2 separate regions of the Macaca mulatta genome follow, and region 1 is linked to region 2. A link is a contact called in public Hi-C data. All regions are on one chromosome and are shown on one strand. Each heading gives the region's core, a stretch centred on a gene start, on an enhancer-like site or on the middle of the called end of the contact. The rest is flanking DNA. Distances are from core to core; before and after follow the strand shown. Region 1 holds the start of SLC18A3 (solute carrier family 18 member A3). Region 2 holds the start of NCOA4 (nuclear receptor coactivator 4).

The links. Hi-C and Micro-C count contacts between places; a contact is called where the count stands out from the background.
Region 1: a contact with region 2 is called in a Hi-C map of fetal cortex germinal zone, with 3 times the contacts expected there. The contact joins the promoter of SLC18A3 here to the promoter of NCOA4 in region 2. A contact is called at or near these places in 2 of 14 Hi-C or Micro-C datasets (cortical neurons and fetal cortex germinal zone).

What each region holds. Positions count from the first base shown.
Region 1 is chr9:59,577,731-59,583,483 of T2T-MMU8v2.0, reverse strand. SLC18A3 (solute carrier family 18 member A3) reads left to right here and starts at 1,626. Exons shown (of 1, transcript XM_001107292.4): 1 at 1,626-4,807. The coding sequence starts at 2,828. The coding sequence ends at 4,426.
Region 2 is chr9:59,163,798-59,169,186 of T2T-MMU8v2.0, reverse strand. NCOA4 (nuclear receptor coactivator 4) reads right to left here and starts at 1,383. Exons shown (of 9, transcript XM_077946368.1): 1 at 1,248-1,383. It overlaps MSMB (microseminoprotein beta), which reads right to left. Exons shown (of 4, transcript NM_001047131.1): 4 at 4,303-4,538. The coding sequence ends at 4,409.

The sequences.
Region 1 (5,753 bases), core at 377-2,876, 410 kb before region 2:
GTGCATAAATAATAATTGTTTTGTAGGCTGGGAGACTGCCCCTTTAAGAGCCTCATAATGGGAGAGTCAGAAGAGCCCAGAGGTCTCAAACTCAAATGAATAGAGAACCAGCAAGTGGCATAAGTGTGTGAAGTCAGCTGGGGCGAGACTAGGATGCGCTGGAGAGTGTGCATGTACTGACTAAAGGCTATCAAATAAAATTTAAAATAATTAGCCCACCCCCAAAGAGCCCTTCTGCAGCACACACTTCTGCTAAGGGCTGCAGTGAGTGGGCTCTCACCTCAACCTGAACCAGGCGGAGGCTGAGGCTGGGCCCCACTGAGGGGCTGTGACTTGTCCAAGGTCATCCAGGGCCAGGCCTGTGCCCACACTGGGACTCTTTTCCTCCCTCAGACAGCGGGCACTTCAGCCACTGCAGAGCAGGTGCTAGCAGCCCTTCAGTGGATGAGTTTCTCCTCCTTTCCCAGGGTGACTGGGTGGGTGGAGGGATTGAGCAACAGGTGACCAGGCTGCCCCCTCTCACCCTGACACAGTGGTCCCCATCCCTTCATCCCACAGCCATCTCAGGGACAGCTGGAGACACTCCAATGTCTTCTGGGTCCTCCACCAACCCAGACAGAGCCTGGAATCACAATGCCCACCTAACCAGAGGGATCAGCCAGCTAGCCAAGTGCCCCTCCCCGCCGTGTCTTTCATCTGTTCTTCACAAGACCCACAACTGAAAAATGAGGATAAACCGCATATTCTACACACTACAACAACATATGAAGTCCTTATACTGCTCTTAACTGTGTGACTGGCCACCTTAGCAGTAAGTACTATTATTACTCCATTTTACAAAGAAAGTAACTGAGGGACAGAGAGGCAAAGTAATTCCCTGCAGGTACTCTAATGAGTACATGACAGAGCTGGGAGCCATCCTGGTTGTCTGCCTCGAAAGCCCACACTCTTTGCACTGCATGGCGGCACTTCCTGCGGGGTGGGGGGCACGATGGGAGAAGCATCTGCGTCTAATGCTGCTTTGCTTTTGAGGCCAGAAAAATGAGAAGGCTCCCCTCTGACTCTGGAAGAGAGAGGCAAACTGTAATCTCAACAACACAACCCCCACCTCCAACCTCAACCACCCTGGAGCCTCTCTCCCGCCAGTCCGCCCACTGGAACACGGCCTCCATGTGCCATCCAGGGTCAACGCCGCTCTGGGGACGCGTCAGGCCCAGCGCACAGCCTGGGCAGCTCGTCCTGCCAGCTGAGCACGGGTGCCTCAAGGGGTGCGGCCCTCCCAGAAGGAAGGTGAGTCTCCCTGGAGCCTCTGACGACAGCGAAGTGGCTGGGCGCTCTCCGGGGAGTGGGCGCGGCACCCAAGAAGGGTTTCTTACAGTTCCAAGAGAGGACCCCAGCCACAGTCACTCCAGAGCCCACCCGGGGCTTGGAGGAGGCTCTGGAAAAGGAGGGATGGGGAGTGTGCAGAACAGGGGGCGGAGGCTGGCAGGAGCCGAGGGAGGGCTCGGTCGGGTGCGAAGAGTGCCTGGGAGGAGCTAGAGTGGGGAGGGGGTGCGGTGGCGGGGAGAGAAGAGGCGGAGCTGGGGGACCCGACCGCTAAAGCGGAAAGGGGGATTCCACGCAGGGGGAGTGTGGCCAGGCAGTGCGAGAGGGCGGCAGCGGCCAAGCTGATATTCGCGACCCCGGGTGGGGGCGAGGCAACTTCTGCCCTCAGTCCCCACAAGCTCCCGGCCGGGATTCGCTGCAGAGAAATTCTGCGGAGGGGCCGGTGGGTCAGAGCCAGGTCAGGCAGTTGCTGAGCCTTCCCCTCCCCTCCCGGCGGGGTGTGTGTGCAAGGGGCCAGGGGGCGGAGTCGGAGAAAGGGTTGGGGGTGTCCGTGTCCAGCGCTCGTCCGGATGCCGCTCCACAATCCAGCTGCGAGAACAGATGGACGCAGCGGCGGCTCACCTCGGGGGCTTCCTGCCCGCTGTGCGCCGAGGTCCAGGCTGAGGCGGAGATCGCGAGCCTCCGGCTCCCGCCTCTCTCGAGGGGCCGCGAGGAACAGGCTGCCGCGCCTCCCTCCCCAGGAGGAGAAGAGTGGGCGCTGACCCCGCGGGTCCTAGAACCGCGGGCGGGGGGCGGGCAGGGGGAGGGCAGAGGGTCGGCTCCGGGCGCGGAACACCCATCCCAGGGGCTGGTTCAGGACTTCCGCACCGAGACCCCTTCCTGGGCCTTCAGCCCTGGAGCATCTGGGGAGCGGACCCCTGTCCTGCCACGCCCCGCCCCCGGCCCCCGCCCCGCCGACGTCGCATTAGCATGAGCGACGCAAGTGGCCCGGGCACCACTCGGGGGCTGGGACTCGCCGCGTCACAGCCCCGAGTGGAAGGGAAAAAAAAAAGAGGAGGCGGCGGAGGAGGCAAGAGCCGACGCGAGGGGAGGGGAGCGCGGCGGCGGGGCTAACGGGCGGGCAACCGGGCGGGCGGCAACAGCATGCCCCTCTGCCAGCGCGGGCGGCCTCTCAGCGCGGTGGGGGCTGCTCTAGGCGCGCTCAGGGCACAGTGCGCCCAGTCTCCGGCCCCGGCCCCTCGTCGCGCCCGCCTTCCCGGCCGCCCCTGAGCCCAGCAGCCGCGGGTCCCGGGAACCGCTAAGAGCAGCGGCAACGCCTAGCCGGACGGAGTCCTTTCCTTTGCCGGGACGCTGGGCCATGAGCCCCGCGGCCACCTGAGGCACGGGGGGTCTGCTCGGCCAGGACCGCCTCCCCGAAGTACCGTGCCCTCGCCTCTGCACTGCGGGACGCCAGCGCTCGGCCCTGGCGGAGGCGTCCTCGGAAGAGCATCGGGGTGGGGGCATGGAACCCGCGGAACCTGCGGGCCAGGCCCGGGCGGCGGCCACCAAGCTGTCGGAGGCGGTGGGCTCGGCGCTGCGGGAGCCCCGGCGGCAGAGGCGCCTGCTGCTGGTCATCGTGTGCGTGGCTCTGTTACTGGACAACATGCTGTACATGGTCATCGTGCCCATCGTGCCCGACTACATCGCCCACATGCGCGGGGGCGGAGAGGGCCCCACCCGGACCCCCGAGGTGTGGGAGCCCACCCCGCCGCTGCCCACTCCGGCCAATGCCAGCGCCTACGCGGCCAACACCTCGGCGTCCCCGACGGCTGCGCGGCCAGCGGGCTCAGCCCTTCGGCCCCGCTACCCTACGGAGAGCGAAGACGTGAAGATCGGGGTGCTGTTTGCTTCCAAGGCCATCCTGCAGCTGCTAGTGAACCCCTTGAGCGGGCCCTTCATCGACCGCATGAGCTACGACGTGCCGCTGCTCATCGGCCTGGGCGTCATGTTCGCCTCTACGGTCATGTTCGCCTTCGCCGAGGACTACGCCACGCTGTTCGCCGCGCGCAGCCTGCAGGGCCTAGGCTCAGCCTTCGCTGACACGTCTGGCATAGCCATGATCGCCGACAAGTACCCGGAGGAGCCGGAGCGCAGTCGTGCCCTGGGCGTGGCTCTGGCCTTCATTAGCTTCGGAAGCCTGGTGGCCCCGCCCTTCGGGGGTATTCTCTACGAGTTCGCCGGCAAGCGCGTGCCCTTCTTGGTGCTAGCTGCTGTGTCGTTCTTTGACGCATTGTTGCTGCTGGCGGTGGCCAAACCCTTCTCAGCGGCTGCACGGGCTCGGGCCAACCTGCCAGTGGGCACTCCCATCCACCGCCTCATGCTGGACCCCTACATTGCCGTGGTGGCCGGTGCGCTCACCACCTGTAATATTCCCCTCGCCTTCCTAGAGCCCACCATTGCCACGTGGATGAAGCATACGATGGCGGCTTCCGAGTGGGAGATGGGCATGGCCTGGCTGCCGGCCTTCGTGCCTCATGTGCTGGGCGTCTACCTCACCGTGCGCCTGGCGGCGCGCTACCCACACCTGCAGTGGTTGTATGGCGCGCTAGGGCTGGCTGTGATCGGCGCCAGCTCGTGCATCGTGCCCGCCTGCCGCTCCTTCGCGCCGCTAGTGGTCTCGCTCTGCGGCCTCTGTTTTGGCATAGCCCTAGTCGACACAGCACTGCTGCCCACGCTCGCCTTCTTGGTGGACGTGCGCCACGTCTCAGTGTATGGCAGCGTCTATGCCATCGCCGACATCTCCTATTCTGTGGCCTACGCGCTCGGGCCCATAGTGGCGGGCCACATTGTGCACTCTCTGGGCTTTGAGCAGCTCAGCCTTGGCATGGGTCTGGCCAACCTGCTCTATGCTCCCGTTTTGCTGCTGCTCCGCAACGTGGGTCTCCTGACGCGCTCCCGGTCCGAGCGCGATGTGCTGCTTGATGAGCCACCGCAAGGTCTGTACGATGCGGTGCGACTGCGTGAGCGTCCTGTGTCTGGCCAGGACGGCGAGCCTCGCAGCCCGCCTGGCCCTTTTGACGAGTGCGAGGACGACTACAATTACTACTACACCCGCAGCTAGCATCCCCACTCCTCCTCCAGCCCACCCACCCGCCTTGGGTCAAGGCGGCTGCTCTGCAAGCCCACGGGCCAGCTCTGGCTCAGGGTCCACCTCCTCCAGCCAGTACCCCAACCCCTCCTCAACCTTGACTTCTGCCCGAATCCCCTCCCTGTGACCCATTCCATATCCCTTTCTCTCTTGTCCAGTGGGGCTTGGAGCACCGAGGCAAGCGAAGCCATCGCGCTCCTTGCAGAGGTGATGAGGACCCCGAGTCCCCATCTGCGGCTCCCCTGTGTAGAGCCTGCATCTGTCTGTCCTTCCTTCCATTGCTCTCAGTGCCAAACTTGGGCCGCTGCACCGCGGTGCCTCCGCCCAAATCAATAAACCGTGTCTGTCCCAGGAGGCCGAGTCTCTTTACTGGTGGGGGGTGCGTGGTGGGGGGCAGGGCCAGAGCAGAGGGGAGGGTGAACTGCGTCTCCAAGTCCCAAACCAGGCCTGAGCCAAACTAACAAGCAGGTGCCTGTAGCTCTTTTTCTACCTGGAAAAGGGAATAGGAAGGAAGCAAACCCAACAAAGGCTGTCACCCACGATCACCAAGGAGCACCACGCTCCCGTGGGCCCAAGACAGATCCTCCTTTCCAGGCCCAGCGCAGAGCCCGGGGGTGCCGCCCGGAGTAGCCTGAGGACCCGCTCCAGCTGGGCACGCCAGGCCCCGCCCTTTGAGGACCCGCCTCAAACCATCCACAGAACTCTGAGGCGCCTGGGCTGAGCTTCCCTTCAGACCAGAATCCCCGCCCCGTTCAGGCTTTGAGAAAGGAGTAGGAGCCGAGCATTCCAGCAGAGGAAGAAAAACGGCCCATCTTTTAGTCTGACCTCTGGAAATGTGTGTATGATGTGATATGTGTGTGTTTATTAGAGAACTAGGCTCTGTCCTAGGAGGAGTTGGGGAGCCGTGGTCGGTGTTTGCTGTGTCCCTGTCAGTTCTGAGGGTCTGAGTCTTGAAGGGAGAGATGCGAGTGTGCGACCTGGTGCCAACCCCCACTGCCACCCTATCCTGAGTGGGAGCAGCGGCCCAGGACTGTCAGGAAAGTTTCCCATCCTTAGTCCCAGCCCTGAGAGCCTCAGGCCAGCGTTTGCGCAACACTCCCTGTTCCGAAGACCGTAGTCTGATGATGGAGGCAGAGTCTTCCCATCCCAGCGTGAAGACGCTGCAGGTCAGGGTCGCCTGTGTGTTTGCTGCCTCTGTGGGGGTCTGCTCTGCTGTTGTGCGCATGTCTGTCCTCGATCTGCCAGTCGGGCTGTGTGTGCCTGGGCGGAGTCTGCCTTTGTCAGTCTGTCTGTGCTGTTT
Region 2 (5,389 bases), core at 134-2,633:
GGAGGGAAGGAGAAAGTGAAAGGAATGTTATTGTGCTGGACCCCCCATTATCTCATTTACTTATCTGAACAAATCTGCAAGCTAGCAAATCTTCAAATGAGAAAACCAAGTAAATTGCCTAAGCCACAAGGCAGCAAATGAATCTCCCTCCATTGCATCATTAGGGTAAGCCTTTCTCAAACGGTCTCATGTACTTTAAAGTCTGGAAATGTCACAGTAGGATCTCAGTACAGAAATGGGCCAACTATGACTTCCTGTGCCATCCTCATTCCAATAAGTAACTCAAGAGTCTCTGTAAACTTAGTTCCAAATTACCAAGTGCGTGGTGGAAAGCTAAGTCCATCCAAAAGGCAGTTACTATGGTGAACCCGACCCTGATTAGATAGACACAAAAAGGCACAGTTAAAAGGAAAAAAGCTCTGCCTGTGGGTTCAGATAAATTCTAGCACTCTGACTTCTGTCATTCTACTTCTGCCATTCTTGATGGCATCATTCCACATTAAATCCCGTGCCACGTAAGCTTATGATTATTGTTGTTCCCAACACGAGAATTTAGTTCCATGAGAATTAGGAGTGTGTCCATTTTCTTCATTGCTATCCTCAACATCCTGAACATACAGGCACCAAATAAATGATTGTTGGTGGATGAACCAATGAATGAGCAAGCCTCACTCTTCTCATCTGTAAAACAGAGATAATCAAGCTACTTTTCGGGATTATTGGGAGAACTAAATGTGACGGTATGTGTTTAGCACACAGAGGGCCAAAAAAAAAAAAACAAAAACAAAAAAAAACCCCAATATCTTATTTGTATTTCCACCTGACAAGCTAGAAATGGATTGTGTTCTGGGCTGGTTCGGCAAAACAGACCTTGCCACGCCCCAGATCCAGGCAAGAGGCGAGAGAAATAGGAAACTTGGAGCTGTCACACCTAAAGCCAGGGGAAGGCCGGCGGGGAGCAGGAGGTTTCTGGGCCGGGAATGAGGAGGGTCGGGGAGGAAAAGGCAGGCCCGGAGCCCGGCGTGTAGCGGGAAGGGGAGAAGGCAGGCCCGGGCCCGGCGTGTGGAGGGAAGGGGAGAAGGCAGGCCGGGACCGGCGGGCAGGCAGGAAGAGGTGCCTGGGCCTGGCGTGTGGAGGGAAGGGGAGGAGAAGGCAGGCCGGGCCCGGTGTCGGTCAGGTCGGGAAGGGGACGGACAAGCCCGGGGCCAGCGATCATCCAGCCTCCACCCGGCCCACGGCGTTCTTACCAGGTCCGAGTGCCTCTCCGCGCGATCCGAGGAGACCTTGGGTGGACTGAGACACGGCCCCACACTAACCTAGGTCCCAAAAGGCAGAGTTCTCGCGACAACGCAATCTTCCTCTCACGCCTCTTGCCAGAGGTCTGAAAGTCTCGCGAGATCTCCCCTTGGGTCAGGCAGAAGCCCTTGACTGCCCTCTAGAAGGCGCAAAGCGCAGGCGCACACTTTCTCCCAGCCCCCTTGACTGCCCTCTAGAAGGCGCAGAGCGCAGGCGCACACTTTCTCCCAGCCCTTGCACAACGTCCTTTAGCCCTTCGTGAATAAATCGAAATTAAATGAAGCAAATATTTTTTGAAGGCAAGTTTTGTGCCGAGGACCATTCTAAGTGATTCAAATGCCCTCACAAGGTAGATATTATTTAACTTGAACGTTCAGATGCAAAAATGAATATCATAAGACACAAAAGGCCATATGTTGTATGATTCCACCTTTGCAACATTTGTTTTTCTAAAGTAAATAGGCCGGGCGCGGTGGCTCATGCCTATAATCCCAGCACGTTGGGAACCCGAGGCGGGCGAATCACGAGGTCGGAAGATAGAGACCATCCTGACTCACACGGCGAAACTCCTTCTCTACTAAAAATACAAAAAAATTAGCCGGGCGTGGTGGCGCGCGCGTGTAGTCCCTGCTGCTCGGGAGGCTGAGGCGGAATTGCTTGAACTCGGAAGGGGGAGATTGCAGTGAGCCGAGATCGCGCCACTACACTGCCTGGGCGACAGAGCAACGCTGGGTCTCAAAAAAAAAAAAAAAAAAGAAAAGAAAAGAAAAAAATGGGCCGGGCGCGGTGGCTCAAGCCTGTAATCCCAGCACTTTGGGAGGCCGAGACGGTCGGATCACGAAGTCAGGAGATCGAGACCATCCTGGCTAACATGGTGAAACCCCATCTCCACTAAAAAATACAAAAAACCAGCCCGGGCGACAAAAAAAAAAAAAAAAAAAAAAAAAAAAAATACATTGAGTAAATAAATAAATGTCAGAACCCAGATTCTTTATTTCTTTTCTTTTTTCTTTGAGACAGGGTCTGACGCTGTCGCCCAGGCTGGAGTGCAGTGGTGCAATCTCGGCTCGCTGCAGCTTCTGCCTCCTGGGTTCAAGCGATTCTCCTGCCTCAACTTGCTGAGTAGCTGGGATTACCAACGTGCACCATGATGCCTGGTTTAAAATTTTTTTTTTTGTAGAGACAGGGTATTGCTGTGTTACCAGACTGTGTTACCAGACTGAGTTACTCGAACTCCTAGGCACAAGCGATCCTCCCACGTCACCTGGGATTACAAGCATAAGCCACCACGTCCAGTTTACAGCCCGGATAATAACCCACATTATTTACTTGTGACCAGATGTTAAAATAGCACTTCTTTCTGCCTCAGTTTTGACAGAGGTCCTCCATACTCAGTTGCCAACTGCTTCCCCACATTCCTCAGCAAAGGAGATGTTCATAGCAGGGTTTTATGGATCTCACCCAAGAGTGACTCCTACAAGGGGCAAGGCAACCTCATTAGAAAACAACAGGAGACACAGATTCTGATGCAGAAGCTAAGATAACAGCCATAGGCTGTGAGTGGAAGGAGAGCTGTGGAAAGAGAGGCCCACAAAAGTCCCATGAAAAGTCAGCCTAGAACATTACCTCAGGCAGAAGGAGCCCTTAACTCTCCTGTCCCCCATTGCCTCTCAATTCAGATGCAGCCCCTGGAATGAGACTTTGTGTAACTCAAAATGTAACTCAGACCACTTTTTTAAACTATCCGAAGGTGACCAAGAAAGCTTAGGGACCTGTCTAGATTGCTCAACTGGCCCACATAGCATGTTTGAACAGATAGGGGACAGGGGAAAATAAAGCTTTTTATCAGTTGCCCACCGATTGTTCAACAGATGACTGTTTGCTCATTTCTGATCTGTCACGTACACACAGCTAACTCCAAGCCCCAGGAGAGCAAGGTTCTCTCCTGAGATCTCTCTGGTTCACTGCTTTATCCCCAGGTCCAGAGCACTGCCTGACCCAGGTGCTCAGTACAGACCTGTTGAGTTAACAGATGTTTTCTAACACAGAAACAATCAAAAGAGAATCGATGTTGTCATTGTTTTGAGCCACTAAGTTTTGGGTGGTCTGTGTGTAGCAAGAGATAACTGATACTGGGGCCTTGCACCCAGGCCACGCTCTATCTGCAAGGCAGAGCGTGGCCTTGCACCCAGGCCACGCTCTATCTGCAAGGCAGAGCCTCTGGCCTTTAATTCCCCTCGGGCTGCATGTGGTCTTGGGGGCACTTTCTTCAGGCTGTCTTGTTCTAAGCTGCTTTGACCTCAAGCAAACACAGAGGAATGTGGGGGACACATCACAGAAGATACTTCCTGATGAAGAGGAAGGAGGGATAAACAGGAACACTGTAAAGAAAAGAAGGGATCTAATTCCAGCTTGAAGACACACATTTTTTTCATCATTCACCAGACAGCAGGACACGGGCAGCAGAATGCAGACATCAGAAACAGTAAGAGTGGCAGTGGTCCCCCAAGTAAGGGATGCACAATGACCTATTATAGAGCTTAGGAAAAATAGAACTTTTATTCATATTTATTTTGTTTTGTTTTGTTTGGGTTTGGGTTTTTTTGTTGGTTGCTTGTGTTTTGAGACGGAGTCTCACTCTGTCACCCAGGCTGGCGAGCACTGATGTGATCTTGGCTCACTGCAACCGCCGCCTCCCAAGTTCAAGTGATTCTCCCGCCTCAGCCTTCCGAGTAGCTGGGACTACAGGTGCCTGCCAGCATGCCCGGCTAATTTTGTATTTTTAGTGGAGATGGCGTTTCACTATGTTGGCCAGGCTGGTCTCGATCTCCTGACCTCAAATGATCCATCTGCCTCGGCCTCCCAAAGTGCTGGGATTATATGCATGAGCCACTGTGCCTGGACATTCATGTGTATTTTTGTCTCTCTTTTAAAATGTTTTATATTCTTTATAATGTGTATTAAATCAATGCATACACAAGTTATAAATTAAAAGTACACACATATTCAAGTGTTTGCTCAAAAATCTTTTTACTGATAGGCATGGCTACACAATCATAGACCAGAGGAGAATGACGCCTGGCCTGGGAGCCCTGTGCCTACTAGAAGCACATTAGAGTATCCATTGATCGATAGGACAGGTCTTTTTTGGGTTCTTCTTCTCCACCACAATATACTTGCAGTCCTCCTTCTTGAAGATTCTCTGGCATTTTTTTTTGTCATAACCCACAGGTGTAGCAATACTGTCATTGAGACAAAACAGGGGCCTGTTAGAAGAGGAAGGACCCCCAGTACCCTCTCCCCAGTGCCAGCTCTGTTCAGGAAGTCACCTATGCTCCAACTTAAGGGCACCCTTTGGCTGGCAGCCCCAGAGTGTGGCCTCCAGGAACCTGGACCACTTTGTACCATAGAGTCACACAGCCCACCCCTACATTCCATCCTGCAGGCACAGAAGGTCAGCAGTAGGTGCTGACAGGCCTAGGGGCAAGTCTGGCTACTCTGGAAAGTGGCAGCTTGTTCCATGCTGGCTCCTCCCACCCTCCCTGTTCAGGAAGCGGCCAGCATATTGTTGCTAGAATGTGGAAAGGAAACAAATCCCAGCCCTGACTTGGAGGCCTGTTGGCAAAGGAGCTCTCTCAAGCAACCGGAGCAATGAGTCACTCCGGGCCAGTGTCATGGAGCCCAGGGAGAAGCTGATGAAAATCAGAGACCACTTCTAATTGAGCTGCAGTTCATAGAAATAGTTTGAAGAGTTCTGATGAGATGAGATGAGATGAGATGATACTAATGCTAGAATATTTATTATTATTACTTTAATTTTTTGAGACGAATTTCACTCTGTCACCCAGGATGGAGCGCAGTGGCACAATCTCAGCTCATTTCAGCCTCCGTCTCCCAGGTTTAAGCGATTCTCCTGCCTCAGCCTCTTGATAGCTGGGATTACAGGAGCGCGTCACTACACCCAGCTAATTTTTATATTTTTAGTGGAGATGGGGGGGGGGTCTCACCATGTTGGCCAGGCTGGTCTCGAACTCCTGACCTCAAATGATCCACCCGCCTTGGCCTCCCAAAGTGCTGGGATTAGAGGCGTGAG